2 separate regions of the Sus scrofa genome follow, and region 2 is linked to region 1. A link is a contact called in public HiChIP or PLAC-seq data. All regions are on one chromosome and are shown on one strand. The core of a region is the stretch at or near the end of the contact, and the rest is flanking DNA. Distances in the headings are between cores, read along the strand shown.

The links. HiChIP or PLAC-seq counts read pairs in DNA pulled down with a chosen protein or histone mark.
Region 2: a contact with region 1 is called in an H3K27ac HiChIP or PLAC-seq map of alveolar macrophages. The contact joins the promoter of ARHGAP25 here to the enhancer-like site in region 1.

The regions. Positions count from the first base shown.
Region 1 is chr3:73,587,230-73,595,122 of Sscrofa11.1, reverse strand. The region is part of intron 3 of ARHGAP25 (rho GTPase-activating protein 25); the gene reads left to right. Among named protein-coding and RNA genes, the nearest start is that of ARHGAP25, 59 kb to the left of the region's middle. Within about 2 kb of position 3,267, at least 14 of the 83 cell types and tissues checked have an H3K27ac peak or open chromatin away from gene starts, as enhancers often do. A contact at or near this core is called in alveolar macrophages, where this site is marked.
Region 2 is chr3:73,646,439-73,654,331 of Sscrofa11.1, reverse strand. ARHGAP25 (rho GTPase-activating protein 25) reads left to right here and starts at 4,335. Exons shown (of 10, transcript XM_021087416.1): 1 at 4,335-4,799. The coding sequence starts at 4,739.

The DNA of each region.
Region 1 (7,893 bases), core at 2,018-4,517:
TTCTCTCATTCTTTCTCTTGGGTTCCTTTCCCCACCCCTGCCCCCTTGCCATTTCCTCCACCCTTCTGTCCATTTGATAGCACCAACCCCGGAAATACTACAGATGTCTGTTTACAATTTGGGGTTTACAGTGAAAATGGTGAAGTCCTAACAAATTTCATTTTTTTGTCAACCACGTATTGAGAACCTACTGTGTGCAATGTCTTGTGCTGGCAGGAAGGCAGTAATCATGAACCGATTGATTTGTGAGGAAGGCACCCATGTGCTCACTGTCCCTCCTTCCCCAGTGGCTGTCCCCTCCTCCTCCCCGCCCCACCTGCCAGTGGAGCTCAGGGGAAGTTTAGGAAAGTATCCATGATGGGTGTGGTCCACCAAGTCTTCAAACACTCCTATGGGCTGAGCCTGTCTCTTCTGGTACTGCCACTGCCCCTCACACTTCCTCTGACTTTTTGGTAGGAAATGGCTTCTGTCCTCCATGGGAGCAGATCTCAGTCCAAATCATCCCAATTGCAAATTCAATGATTTGTCTGTAGAACTGGAGCTTCAGCAAAAACAATAAATGTGCCTAGATACTCAGTACTGCTGAAGATAAGCAGGTAATGCATTTGTGTTGTTTGACTGGCTGTCGAATTGCACCAAAGAAGCAATTCACTTTCGATTTCCCGCCGTCGCCCCTTGCTCTGGCTCCTGACCACTGTACGACCTTTACTAGTGTTACTTCTTCCCCCAGCCTCATGTGACCAGAGTCGCACGGGACAGGACTCCTATGTCCTCATGGCCAGCTCCCAGGCGGAAATGGAGGAGTGGGTTAAATTCCTTAGGAGAGTCGCTGGCACGCCCTGTGGAGGTAAGAATCCCTGCAGGCTTCCCTGGGCAGGAGTCCGTGACAGCTCAAGGATGGGAAGGAAGTCGTTCTGGACAAGATCTTTCCTTGAACAGTGTTCAGAGAAGGCCACCAGAGTCTGAGGCTGTGCTCAGTGCCAAGGCTCAAACTTCCCTCCTTGGGTGATCTCAAAGAGCTGACTCCAGAAGAGCTGGAATGACCGCAGGCCCTTTGCACACTCATCAGCAAGTGTGTGCACAGCGCTGAAGCAGTCCTTTCTCCTCTCTGGACACCGTGCTCTCATCAGTAAAATGAACGGACTGGACCAGCTGACCCCTGGCAGCACTAACCTTCAATAGTACCAAGAGCCTGCCCAGTTATGGGGGCTTTGGCACTTAAGAGAGTTGATGGCAAGCATCAGGTTAGGCTGATCAGCACAGGAAGATAAAGCTGCTGTTCAAATCGGGGTGGTTGGTGGGAGTTCCCGTCATGGCTCAGTGGTAACGAACCTGATTAGTATCCATGAAGACTCAGGGTAGATCCCTGGCATCGCTCAGTGGGTTAAGGATCTGGTGTGGCTGTGAGCTGTGGTATAGGCTGAAGATTTGGCTCAGATCCACCTTTGCTGTGGCTGTGGTATAGGCTGGCAGCTGCAGCTCTGATTCGACCCCTAGCCTGGGAACTTCCAGGCTATGTTGTGGGTACAGCCCTAAAAAGCAAAAAACAAACAAACAGCCCCAACAACAACAAGAAAACAAATAAACAAAAAACCAGAATTGGGGTGGTTGGACGGGGAAGAGGTTTGGGAATTGTGTCTGGAATCTTGCAGGGCCATAGTGGATTCAGGGTTGAACACATTTCTGAGTTATGAGTGTTTGAACTTAGAAGCTCAAGTTCGAGGTTACGAATCCAAGCTCTCTGAGAACCCTGATGTTGTCTACACTGTAGGAGGGCCCTGCCTGTGAATAACTAATGTGCAAAAAATCCGAAATGAACAAACTACTGAATCTGTTTGTTTTTCCTTTTGTAAAAATGTGAAAGAACTGATGTGGATGAGATCTCAAGTGACCATTTTCCTTTACCTTTTGGGGAACATTCTCATTTCTGTCAATTCTGGGACAACTGTATCAAATATGGTCATTTATCCACTAGGCTGTTACTTCGAAAATCATTTAAGGGGGCTTTATAGCTCACATATTAAATGTTTATTTGGTTGCCCAATAGTTTCTTTTGAAAATTATGAGCACCTTAACAATCTTGTGGTCATTCGAAAAAACGTAGGAAAATAATCACTCGTAAAATTACCAGAGGTGGGTTGCTATTTTCCTTCCAGCTGGCATTCATATCTACATGGCTTTTTCTTAGGACTACAAACATGGGAGCTATGCAATTTAATACCTTTTCTTTTATAGCTTTATCTTTCCAAATGGCTGCAAAATCCTAATTGATAAATTTCAGCCAAATGACGTTAAGCAACACAGAGGGCTTTGCTGGGCAGATGCAGTTCCCACTCCAAGAAACCAAGGGCTTAACGGACTGGGGCTGAGAACTGAGCAGTTTCGCTGGGGCCAGGCAGCAGCTTCTCATTCTGCTTTTCTCTGCCTGTTTGTTTCTAGTTAGCAGCCTTCCAGTGCTCACGCCTGTCTCAAACTCTGCTGTGCCAGCCCAGCCTTGCTATATTTCTCCCTTGTGGACCAGCGGAAGGTTCTCAGCCAGAGTCAGGGAGGCAGTCCTGTGGCCTGTGACCTGCACAGGAGGGCTTCGTGAAAAGAAGTGACCTGGATGGGACAGCCAAACAAACTCACGAGGGCCTGCCTCTTACAGATAGCTACAACCAGAGTTTCCACTGTGGCTCAGTGGAAACAACAACTAGTATTTATGAGGATGCTGGTTTGAACCCTGGCTCTGCTCAGTGAGTTAAGGATCCAGTGTTGTTGTGAGCTGTGGTGTAGGTCACAGGCGTGGCTCTGATCTGGTGTTTCTGTGGGCGTGGTGTAGGCTGGCAGCTGCAGCTATGATTCGATCCCTAGCCTGGGAACTTCCATATGCCAGATATAGCCCTAAAGAGCAAAAAAAAAAAAAAAAAGCTGAAACAGATTAGCAAAGAAGCAGAGTGTAGTTTCCTTAACCATTTCCCGATTCCCAAACAGTATTTTTTAATGGTGCTCATCAGACGGAGATGAGGTTTATTTATTAAAGTTCTGTTACGTGCTGCTCACCTTGGATGGTCTTCTCTGTGACCTTCGTTATTACCCTGGATCGTGAGGTTATTGACGTTTTCTGTTTTCCCCCGTCCAGTGCATTAGGCTGTCTGCACTGACAAGGGTAGTAGGCGTTGTCTCATTAGGTAGCTGTTCTGAGTCAAAATGCCGTGGATGTGTTGGGACCAGCACCTGTGCCCTGGGTGCTGCTCCGCTCAGCCTTGTCACGGTGAACCACGACATCGGTCATGGTCCCCAGGGGGATTTCTCTCTCGCCCCACTCAGTGCCACCGCCCGCCCCCCTGCCCCCCTGCCCCCGTCAGAGGCAAGTCAAGCGGAAGTCCTGTAGGCAGAGGAAAGTCCAAGGGGGGAGAAACAAGAAAGCCGCACTATTTATTTATTCAAAGAACAAGGCTTGAATTGATGTGGCATCTCAGATGTCTTTTTAGCCTTGCATTAAGCCAAAATCAGAGATCTCAGGATGAGAAGGCATTTTAAGATAGCAGAATTCAGTCTAAGGCCATGGGACGAATCAGACATTTGTTCTTCCTGTTTGTCCGAAACTTCAGACCTGAGGAAGTAAATGCTTTGTCCAAGGGGCCCTGCTGTCAAGGGGGCCCTCTTCGGCTTTGTTAAGTGCCTCTGATCGAGGTCTGCTGGATGGGCCAGGGACCGCTCTCAAGTGTTTGGAAAGTCACCAAGATAGGTTGCTGCTGTCATTTTCCAGCCCTTCTTGAAACTTTCTATGGCCTTTTCTACCTGGAACCTACCCCCTCCTCACCACCTTTACCACTGTCTTCCTGGTGGAGGTGCCAGACCGTCTGTCCCAATTGCAGCAGTGGTCCCCAAACTCATCTCCACGTGTTTTGGCCTTGCCTTCCTACAGTCTGTTTCCAACAGAGCAGAAAAGGGAGCCTGTTAAATCTGTTTTGTCCAGACCCTTCTCTGCTGAGCACTGTCTAGTAGCTTCCTTTTTCTCTCAGAGGAAGAGTCACTTATCATGACTTCCCGTGCACAATCTTCCCCCTCCCGCATGATCTCTCTGACCTTGCTTTCTTTTCTTTTTTTTTTTTGTCTTTTTGTCTTTTTGTCTTTTTGTCTTTTGTCTTTTTAGGGCCGCACCTGCGGCATATGGAAGTTCCCAGGCTAGGGATCCAATCGGAGCTACAGCTGCCAGCCTCCGCCAGAGCCACAGCAACGCCAGACCCGAGCTGCATCTGCCACCTACACTACAGCTCACGGCAACGCCGGATCCTTAACCCTCAGAGCAAGGCCAAGGATCAAACCCGAAACCTCATGGTTCCTAGTCAGATTCGTTTCTGTTGCGCCACGAAGGGAACTCCTGACCTTGTTTTCTAGAACCTTCTCCAGTATTCATTTCCTTCTAGATTTAGCAGCCTCCTCACTCTCATCCCCAGACACCCTCGGCACATTCTGCCTCAGGGCCTTTGCACTTGCTGCTTGCTCTGTCTGGACTCCTCCTTCCCCAGGTAGCTTGTCCCATGCCCACCTCAGATCTTTGCTCAAAATCACCTCAGCAGGCCTTCTCCTGATCATCCCACTTAACACTGAACCCCCTCCCTGCCTTCCCCTCTTCCTACCCACCCCCCATCCCTCTTTCCTCTTTGGTTTTGTTAGCACTTGCCCCCTTCCAACCCTCTAAATACTTTACTCATTTGTTTTATTTGTAGTTGGTCTCCCCTTATTATCATGAAAGTTGCAATCTACTTGTCAGGATCTTCCCCCTCTGTTTTGTTCAGTATTGTATCCCTGACACTAAGCAGGGCCTGATATAGCAGGTGCTCAATAAACATTTATTAAGTGAATGAGTGAAAAAGTGGCCTCCTCTTTTCAGAGCGATGCTGTGTTCTGCTCCCTGAGGCCCTTCTCTCTATCAAATGAAGGTCAGCTCATCTGGGAACTTCTTCCATAAATGCTTTTCTTCCTCCAGAATGATCTCCTTCCAAGGGGGTCAGTGGTGAATTTTGGCAAAACTCTTTATGGTTTGCAAACTCCTTGGAGTATCCACACAAAGCTCTGGAAATGGTCCCCAGAAAAACAGATGTCCAGACAAAACAATTTTGCATTCAACTGTAGTCCATCAGGACGCCCCAAGTAATGAAAGAATTTTACATTTTAGAAGCTGTTCTCAGGAATTCCTGTTGTGACTCAGCAGTAACAAACCCAACTAGAATCTATGAGGATATAGGTTTGATCCCTGGCCTCACTCAGTGGGTTAAGGATCCAGCGTTGCCGTGAGCTGTGGTGTAGGTCAGCAGCTGCAGCCCCGATGTGACTCCTAGCCTGGGAACTTCCACAGGCCACAGGTAGAGCTGAGCCCTCTTCCTGTCCCAATTCCTGCCCAGTTCAAGCTCTCTTTCCTCCTGGATGGGAGAGATGCAGTTCTGTTTCCAGCAAAAGATTCCTGTCTTGTCACAGAAGGAACTCAGAAGCGAGACAAGGAGATGGAGAAAGTCAAACGAGGATGTGTTTCAGGGAGAATATGCCCCCAGACAGGGAGCAAGCAGATGGGTGAGCAGCTGCCCTGGGTTTCTTTGGCACACAGGTTATTTGGGGCATACAAATGAAGGGGCAGAATATTCACTGGCGAAGGAGGGTCTTGGGAGGTCATACTCCCTGATTTTCACCCCCTGCCCGCTCCACCTTCCCAAAGGGAGGAGAGATTTTGGTCCTTATTTGGCCTTGATCAGAAGTGTCAAGGCCTTGGTGCTTGATGGGAATCTATCTACAAGGCTAATTGTATTGGAAGGAGGGCATAATAAGCAAAAGGTTACATTTAGATGCTGCAGATTCCTGCCTTTTCCCACCTTTCTTTGTCTGCCTCCAGGACACTTATCACCCAAAATTTGTGGTTTCCTGTTAGTCTGGAGCTTCCTGCTTTCTTTGTCTGCCCATGGACATGGCTGTTTACACGAGGGACACATGGTTTCCTGCTACCTGGCCTGTGCCCCCCCTTCCCTGCTCACACCTAGCTTTCTGCCTGCTGGTAACAGTTCCCACGGCACACCCAGCTCCTTCCTCTTGGCTCTTCCTGCCTCTGAACTGGCTCTACCTTGTCTGATTCTGAGACCAAGTCCAATGGGTGGGGGGGGGCGGGGGGAGCACAGTGAGGGGTCTGACAGTCCAAGCAGATCTTGAGCACCAGCTAGGGGTTCTACAGTTCAACTCAATTCTAACACTGTCCAGACAGAGATAGCTTCAGATTTTACAGGTTAAGGGCTCAGTCCTCCAACACTATGGAGTGGACTCGCCCCCCCCACTATGGCGAGTCCAGATTGTCCTGTGCCTCTAACCAACAAGCTATAGATTGAAGGTGCCAATGATGTGGCTCGGCCTCTGTCACCTGTGCGGAGTACAAACTCAGAAACAGAGTTTTGAGTGCAGTGAAGGAAAGAAAGATAGCGTTATTGCTTTGCTGAACCCAGGAGGCCACAGCAGGCTAAGGCCTTAAAGACCATGCTCCCCTTGGGAGAAATTGGGAGGTGGTTTTATAGTTTGGGAGTGAAAAATAGGGCCATTGATACAGAGCAGGTAGAAGAGAGATTGCCTTGTTTTTCAAAGCTGGTTTTTAGGTGGTCCCAGGATTGGTTCTGATGATCCTTCTTTAGGAATGAAGAATGCCTCATCAGCATCTTCATTTGTTGAGGGTTTTAGTTCCGCTGAAGAATTCGAAGATAGTGTTAGGTATATTCCCTGAGGAGGAACCAGGACCCTGCCCCCAGGCTGCACTATTGTCTCTAGATGGCTCCTCCCAGGTGTCTGCATCCCCTCCCTTCCCTGAGTAACCACTGTTTGAACCTGCTTTTTGGCACGCAGTCTTGGAGGCTGAAGCTCATTCCCCCGAAACAATAAGTGGGGGACACAGGAAAGCTTGTGGGTCCGGGAACCCCACAGGGCTCTGCTTAGGTTTCAGTTCCCTGGGTTCAAATAATTTGCGAGAGAGACTCACAGAACAGAGGAAGCCAGTTTACTTACTAGGTTACTGGTTTATTATAGGACAAAACCTAGATAGAGAAGATACACGGGAAAGGGAGAGGGAAGGGACACAGAGATTCCATGCCCTCTGCTAGTGCCCCGCGGTCACCACCTCCTGTGGGCACCAAGCCAGAAGCTCTCTGAACCCTTTCTTTTGGGTTTGTACGGAGGCTCTCTTGCATAGACAGGGTGGATTAAATCTTTGGCCATTGGTGATTAAACTCAATCACCAGCCCCTCTCCCCTTCTCAGCCTTTGGGACTTAAAGTCCAAACCCTGGCAACCAGCTCCAGCCTCAGCTAGGATTCCAAAGTCACCTCTTTAACATAACAAAAGCCACTTTAATGCTCGAATCACAGGAAATACCAAGAGCTCTAGGAACTCTCTCAGGAAATGGGTGGAAGACCAAGTATATATATTTTTTATTATAAATCATACTATTCTAACTGGGAGTGGAACTTTGTGTGCATCTTGGTGTTCCAGCCTTTCTCTTCCTTAGGCAGATAATCTCTCCTTCTCTCTCTCTCTCTCCCCTACTCTTTCCTAAGGGCTTGGCTGGAAAGGTTAGATTAGCTTTTTCCCCAGAAATTCTGGATACGATCCTACATTTTCCCAATTTAAGTAGAAGAAAGGGAAGGAAGGTGATCATATGTCAACTTCTGGTGCCTTGTTCCCAGGCTCACAGTTGCCCGTTTTCCCCAAACCACCCCTTCCTTTTAGGTAGAGGGTTCTGCCTTCCCAGAAAGTGTCCACATGGAAACTTGATCTCTGTTCCAACCCCAGAGGGCTGGCAGCCACCTTGCAAATTGTCACTCAGTCTTGTGGGACCAGCTTTGCTGTCTTCCTCTGGAGGCTGGCCTCTGAGTTTTGCTCT
Region 2 (7,893 bases), core at 3,086-5,585, 58 kb before region 1:
CTGCCCAACTGTCCCCATAGCCATGCACCATTCCCGGCACTTCCCTAAATGGGTCTCCTGTTGTAGTGGCTTTCTGTGGCTTCATCAGCCCTGAACATCTTCCTCCTGCTCCCCTACCTTGCTTCCTGCCCACCTGCTCTCTCCTGGGTCACCTTTCCCAGGAAGCCGTCCCTGGCCACCCACGCTGAGCTCACATTTCCTGCTCTCACCCTACCCCATGCGTGCACTCTTTTTCTGCCTTGAACAGCCATTATGTTTACACATCTCTCTCATGAGTCATTTGAGGCGTAGGCCAGGTTCTTAATCATCCTGTTTACTCAGCATCCCCCCAGCACAGTCCGGGCTACATGTTTAGGGAGTGAGGAAGGAAAGAACAAACGTGAGCTCTAGGCTCCCACACCTGCAGGACATCTGCAGTGAGCACCCCGGGGGTCTCTAAAGGCAACCTCCTGCGCACACAGAGCCCATCACCTTCTCCCTGGGGAACCTTGGCTCCCCCTCCTCACCAGCAACCCTTACTCTTTCTTATCCACTGCCAGTCTCTGTGATTGCAGCCTCCATCTCTGCAGGGATGCGGGACCGGTATCTTGGGCATCTTTTTTTTTCTCCCATAGAAGCTCCCTGCACCAGCAATCCTACTGCCTGGAGGAGTGATGTTTTCCCTTCTCTGCCTCAACGCTGGGGCCGACCCCTCCTCCACTCTCTCTCACCTGGCTGTCTGCCACCAGCAGCCTCCTCATCCCGACCCCAATGAAAGCTCCCCAGTGGCTTTTATTTCTTCCAGTATAGGCTTCTCAGGGAACCTGCTCTGATCCAGCCCCTGGTCTCTCCCTCCAGCTTCATCTCTCCTCAATTTCTCCCCTTTCCTCCTTTTCAGGAGCAACCAGATGTGTTCTTTCTAGGCTCTGTGCCTCTGGCATGCAGTTTTTTGGTTTTGTTTTTCACCCTTTGCTTCCCTAACTCATTTAGGAAGCCTTAATTTAAAAGACACTTCCTCCAGGAAGTCTTCCGTCACGCTGCATGTCCTAATTAGTCTCCTCCGACATAAAGTCCCATAGCTCCCCAAACTTCTCCCAGCATACTCCTTCTCATGTCATACTTTATCATTTACTTAATTGTTCTCTCTCAACAGATTGTAAGTTGCATGGGGGCAGAAACAAAGGCAGCTTGTTCGTGAACATTCCACCAGTATCCAGTAAAAATTAAGTCCTCACTCAGTAAATGCTTAGCATTCAATAGATGAGTAAATGTTTGCTTTTCTTTTTGTTATGGCAGATGTTGGTTGCTTGTTGCAAGCTGGTTTCTTGTTTTTGCAGCCAGACAAGACATCAAATTCTTCATTTTCTGAAAGTCAGGAACGGGGGAGCAGCACTGTAGCCATGTTGCCCTCCACCCCTACAGGCAGCTGACCACCCCAGAGCAGGCACTTTGGAGGGAAGGCCGCTGTGCTGGGCCTTTCCAGGGGTGCTTTTCTTCTGACTGCCTTTCCAAGTATTCACAAGCAACTTCCCCATCAGTCATGAGTTTTTCCAAGACTTACAGGAACCTACCCTAAAGAGTAAAGGAAGTTCTCTATATGTTCCCAAATGCTGCCTTCAAGATAGTTTCAGAGTTCTTGAGGGAAAGGTCCCAGGACTGAAGCTCTGGAGGATGTCAAGTTTCCTGTGGAGATGCTGCTGGGCTGGGACTTGGGATGGCTCTCCACCCTCGGCCCTCCAAGTCAGGACAGGAAAGAGGGGAGCGCTGTTTGGGTTGGGTAGGCAGTAATGCAGAGTGTGGGCTCCGAAGTTTCCAATGAGCTGAGTCAAGTTCAGAGGAATCCAGCACCTGCGGGGTGGTTGGAGGGTGGCTGGGTAAACTGAGTTGGTGTGATGGATTAAAATCTTGATCTGTGAACAGTGACTCCACTCTCCTTTCCCTGCTCCCCCTCAGGGGTGTGTAGACTTCCTGTCCACTGACTTTGGACGTGGTCGTGTGATGTGTTGGCTGTTGGAATATGAGCAGATATGATAAAAAGCAGAGGCTTTAGATATGCTTGTGTGGCTCTTCCCTCTTACATTCCCTTCCTTCACAACAACAAGAATATGCCTCTGGTCACTTCTGCCCCTTCAGCCTGCTCCCCTGAATCTAAAGTTTGGACAGATTTAGTTTGAGATGCCTATTTGTAATCTAAGCAGAGATATGTAGGGTTTGGGGCTTGGGAGTAGTCTGGGCTGGAAAGCAATTGGAGGGATCCAAGGCATAGCCTTTAAAGCCTCGAGACAGATGAGTTCCCCAAGGTGTGGGTATAGATGGAAAAGAAGGCCTCTGAGTGGGTACAGGCTTCCTCCACTCTTTAGAGGTCAAGGAGATGAGATGGAATCAGCGAGGAGGTGGAGATTGAGCAGATAAGCAGGCCACGGAGGAGTTCTAGGATAGCCAGGTGGAGAGAGGGCTTGGGGTTGGAGAAAGTAAGCCGATGTGTCCACAGTGAGGTGACATGCAGACCTGACCAGTGGCTTCAGCGACAGGGATGTTGTCAGTGTTCTTGATAAGAATATATAAGGGAGAGTCATGGAGCAAAAACATCAACGGAAGACACTCAGGACAGAATAATGGGACAGGTGTTTGCAAGTACAGACAATTCTTAGGAAAGCTTGGCTCGAAATGAAGGAGAGGAGTTCCCCTTGTGGCTCAGCAGGTTAAGAACCTGACTAGTATCCATGAGGACACAGGTTCTATCCCTGGCCCTACTCAGTGGGTTAAGGATCTGGCCTTGCTCTAAGCTGCAGTGTAGGTCACTGATGTGTTGCTGTGACTATGGCGTAGGCCGGCAGCTGCAGCTCTGATTCAACCCCTGGTCTAGGAGCTTCCGTATGCCACAAGTGCGGCCCTGAAAAAAAAAGAATGAAAGAAAAAAGAAATGAAGGAGACAAATGGGGCTGTAGACAAAAGGAGAAGTGGTATCAAAAGAGATTTTTTTAAAAAACCCTAGAAGAAAAAAGAATAAGTTTGAATATTGGTGGGAATGATCCCAGAGAAGGAAGAAATGGATGACACGGTAAAGATGGAGGAGGGGTGACACAGCTCATCCATCATGACTGAGAGAAGACTCTGTGCGCGCTCAAACGCAGGCGGGTGGGCAGGTGTGGTGGCAGGAGCTTGCCGACCTTCTTCTCCAGCAGCATCAGCTTTCTCAATGAAACAGGAAGCCGGGTCACCAACAGAGTGAGCATGTGCAAGGCAAAGGCGGAAGCATGGCAGAGTCATCCAGGAGAGCTGAAGAATGAAGGGATGTGGAGCTTGTGCATTGGCCATGCAGTGGCTCTTGTGAACACTCTTATCTCCTGTCTCATTAGCCTACCACCTTATAGCCTTAGGAAACTTATCACCTACTATCTTTAGTAAGCCTCATAACAGCCTCTGAAGTAGGCCCTGTGATCTGCCTCATTTATAGATCAGGATATTAAAGCACAGAGTAGTCAAGAAACGTGTCCAAAGTCACACAGCAAGAAAGTAGTAGAGATGGGATTTGAACACCCCTCAGTCTGGCTCTGGGCCCAAATACTTAATCACTTAAGTTAGTCTGATCCAGTTGGACATAGGAAAGCCTGTCACAGAACTGAACTGAAGGGAATAAGGTTTGCATTAATGTTTGTGGTGCAACAACTGTGTGTCAAGCTCTGTACTAAATGCTTTCACAGTTCTGTGCACTCATGGCTACTATCAACCCATTTTACTGCCAAGGATACTGAGGCCCAGAGAGTTGCAGTTGCTTGTTAACAGCTGCTGAGCTAGGAAGAAGAAAAACTGAGTTTGGAACCCATGTCAATCAGATTCCCAAACCCACACCCTGTACATAAGGTTAAAGAACCATCTTAACATGTGAGTGGGTCTATGTAGCTAAAGCGGACTCATTAGCTAAATGCTTCCAGACCCTCCCGACATCAGGCTGAGATCACTTGGAACCTTTTGTCCTGAGCAGGTGGAGAACTTACTATGTAGGCCTTAGAGCAAGAAGAATTAAAAGTAGTTAACTTTAAAAAAATAAAACTAAAAATAAATAAAGGAAGGTAATTTTGGTGGATGCTGTTTGTCTTACTGAGAGTTTTTGAAAGCCCAGTCTGTCAAGAGAGAAGGGAGGCTTACACGTCGGTGGCCAGGGTCCTGGAATTTTCTTCTCTTTATCTTTTACTCAGAGCTATAGGCTTGTGTCCTAACAGCACTCCCTCCACTTACAGAAGCATTTCCAAAAATCATTTTCTCAAGAAAGAATTTATAATGCATCATCTACCCTGAACAGCCACCCACTTCCTCAAATGCAAGGAAGCAGACAGTTAAAAAAAAAAAAAAAAAAAGCCAAGAGGCAGCCGTTGTTTATCACGACCTCGCCTCAGTGAGGCCTGAGATTCTTTCGAACAGGAGCTTTGCTTTCCCATGACGCAGAGCGAAGTGTCAACTGGGATCTTTCTGGTAATACTGAAAGCAAGACAAGCAGAGTGCACACTTCACAAGGCACGAGTCCCCGAGGGACCAGGGGAGGGCTGGGGTGCCATCCCCGGTGACAGATGGATGGACCTTTCATCTGAGAGAAAGGAGACGACACGTTGGTGAATCAACTTCAAACCCAGGAGTGCCTGCGAAGCCATCACAAAGGGGAAAACACACACACACCAGCAAGAAGATCAAAAAGACCAGCAGGGCGCGAATCGTTGCAAACTCCCGGCTTGGGCAGCTCCTCACCTGACCCAGAAGCAACATGTCCCTGAAGCTGCCGAGAAACTGGGACTTCAGCCTGCGAGGGGAGGCTGGGAAAATAGGTAAGGTCAATGCCTTTTGGCTGCATCTGTGGTTCTTATACTTGAGTTCCCACCATTTGCATGTCGGTCTGCAGGAAGCATAGTCTGCTTAAAAATGGATCTCTCGGGCAAAGCTGGGTTTGGGGTGAGATTTGCATTCACACAGACAGGTTGGCTCAAAGTTCCCAGATGCTGGGGACGGCTTTTCATTTGTTGGGAGGTGGCAGGAATGGAGCTCCTCCGTGTGCCGGATCTGTGCTATTTGGGATGGATGAAGGCTACAGATCACACAAAACACTGTGAGTTTTTCTTTGTTTATCATGAAAGGATCATTTCCCTCCTGTTTGGACGTTCATCCATATTTTGAGTGGGTTTTGAAAGGCGTCCTTGGAAGTGCTTGATCTCTAAGGGAACACAAGGAGTTCTGTTCAGTGAGCTCACTGGGTCACTAGACCGTCTTCGCGGACTCTGGGGACTTGGAGTGGTGTTATTTGTAGCAAAAAGTAAACACGGCGGGCAAGACAGGAACTTAGAGACGCTTGAAGGCAGAATAAAGATATTTAATTAAAGGGACAGAATGGAAGGGAATTCTTAAAAGGAGTTGAAATAAAAGAGATTTTAAGAGTAATTACCTTAAGGGAGTCTGGCATGCTTCCTGAAATATACTGGCCTTTTATCAGCCTCTCCTGTCATTGGTGCTGATGGTGATACATTGATTTTAATCTGTTCTGTAATTGTTATCTTGAAGTTCTTTGGATGGGTTTCTTCTAGTATCAATCACGGTAGTTTAGAGTGGAGCAGTTGGGCTGGAGATGATTCCCTGTATGTTCTACTTACGCTTGTGTAGTGAGATAACGTCCTTGGTATTCGATATAGATCAGAGGTAAGGTGTTTCTGAGGCCTTGGAAAGGTTTTGCTTGGAGCAGCGTTTCGACTTGGGCTTCTAACAGGGGTTAATGTGCTATGAAAAGAAGGGATCCCTTCCAAAGTCACGTAACTGAGTGTTAATGATGTAAGTCTGAGAAAGAATTTGAAGGAAAATTGAGAGAATCAGAGAAGCCATTTATCTTAGTCTGCAGAGAGGACCGGAGGTCCTGGGAATCATTGGATCCTGAGGTCAGTTCAGAGAATGGGGAGTGTGCATACCTCCTAACGACTGTGGTATCAGTGACTGTGGTTAATTCTTATTCTATTGTAGGTCACGAAAATGTGTTTTTATTTATTTTTTATTTTTTTTTTTTGTCTTTTCTGGGGCCACACCTGTGGCATATGGAGGTTCCCAGGCTAGGGGTCGAATCGGAGCTATAGCTGCCAGCCTACGTCACAGCCACAGCAACGTGGGATCCGAGCCACGTCTGTGACCTACACCACAACTTATGGCAACGGCAGATCCTTAACCCACTGAGCGAGGCCAGGGATCAAACCCGCAACCTCATGGTTCCTAGTCGGATTCGTTAACCACTGAGCCACAACGGGAACTCCGAAAATGTGTTTTTAAAAGTAAAACTTCTACAGGAGTTCCCATTGTGGCACAGCAGTTAATGAACCCGACTAGGATCCACGAGGATGCGGGTTCCATCCCTGGCCTCACTCAGTGCGTTAAAGATCCCGCATTGCCATGAGCTATGGTGTAGGTCACAGAGGCGGCTTGGATCCTGCAACGCTGTGGCTGTGGCCTAGGCCGGCAGCTGTAGCTCCGACTCAACCCCTAGCCTGGGAACCTCCATAAGCCATAGTGTGGCCCTAAAAAGACAAAAAACCAAAAACTAACAAAAAAAACCCCCCAACACTCCCCCCCAAAAAAAAGTAAAATGATAGTTCTGTTCCTTTGAAAGTGCCTTGCTTCTATTTATGTAGGATAGTTCTATCCTCTCGCCAAGTGTGTTTGAATAGGTCATACTCTTCTTCTGTTTAAAAATGGCAAATAAGACCATTGATGATTAATTGATTAAATGGTTAAACAAATTTTTTTTTCAGAGATATTGGATATTACCACATTACAGCACAGGGCTGCATAATCTCAGACCTGGGATGAAGTTGGGTAGATTTCCATGATTTCTGCCAGCATTTCTTAAGTCATGGTCCAATGGTTAGCCTGTATCACAAGTCACTACAAGTGCTTGCTTAAAGTGCATACTCCTGGGCATCATGCTGACTTGTAAAATCAGGATATTTGAAGGGAGACCCAAGCATCTGCCATCGAATAAGCCCCCAGCCCTTCTTACTATGTGATCAAGAAGTCCTGCTGTAGGCACTGTGGTCTGAGTGAGTAGACTTGGACTATTACTGTGCATCTAGCATAGGGCATGGTGCTTGGTCCTAGTGGGCACCTGGCAAATATTTGTTGACTGAATGAATGACTGAGCACAAGCAGATGATGTTTAATATTATTTAATGAAAAAAATCATAATTACATAATGAAATGTAGAGGAGCCCTTGTCATTATCCATACCATTTCAAGTTGGCTGCTGCAGGAGGTTGGACTATAGCCACAATACCTTTTGCGAGTGTCACATTGATGAGAATACAGATCACAAGCGGAGCCCTCTGAAGGAAGAGAGCTGCTGACTCAGCCAGGGGACCTCTGGTCCCCTCTCTAGCATCCTATGTCCAGGTGCAACTGTAGGAACTGGCTTAACAGTAGTCAAAGAAGCTCACGTCTGTTAAGATGTGTGGAGGGAATTCCCATCATGGCTCAGCGGAAACGAATCTTACTGGCATCCTCGAGCATTCAGGTTCGATCCCTGGCCTCTCTCAGTGGGTTAAGGATCTGGCGTTGCCATGAGCTGTGGTGTAGGTCACAGACGTGGCTCAATCCCACATTGCTGTGGCTGTGGTATAGGCCGGCAGCTACAGCTCTGATTCAACGCTTAGCCTGGGAACCTCCATGTGCCGTGAGTGTGGCCCTAAAAAGACAAAAAAAAAAAAAAAAAGAGAGAGAGAGAGAGAAGTGTGAAGCTGGGAATCATGTCAGGGAATCAATGATCTGTGGTTTTTCCAGGCTGAGCTACTGAGGAGTAGTAGGTCATGGTTTCTTAACCTGGGCACTATGGCTGTTTGGGTCTGGTTAATGCTGAGTGATGGGAGCTATCCTGTGCAGTATAGGATGTTAGCA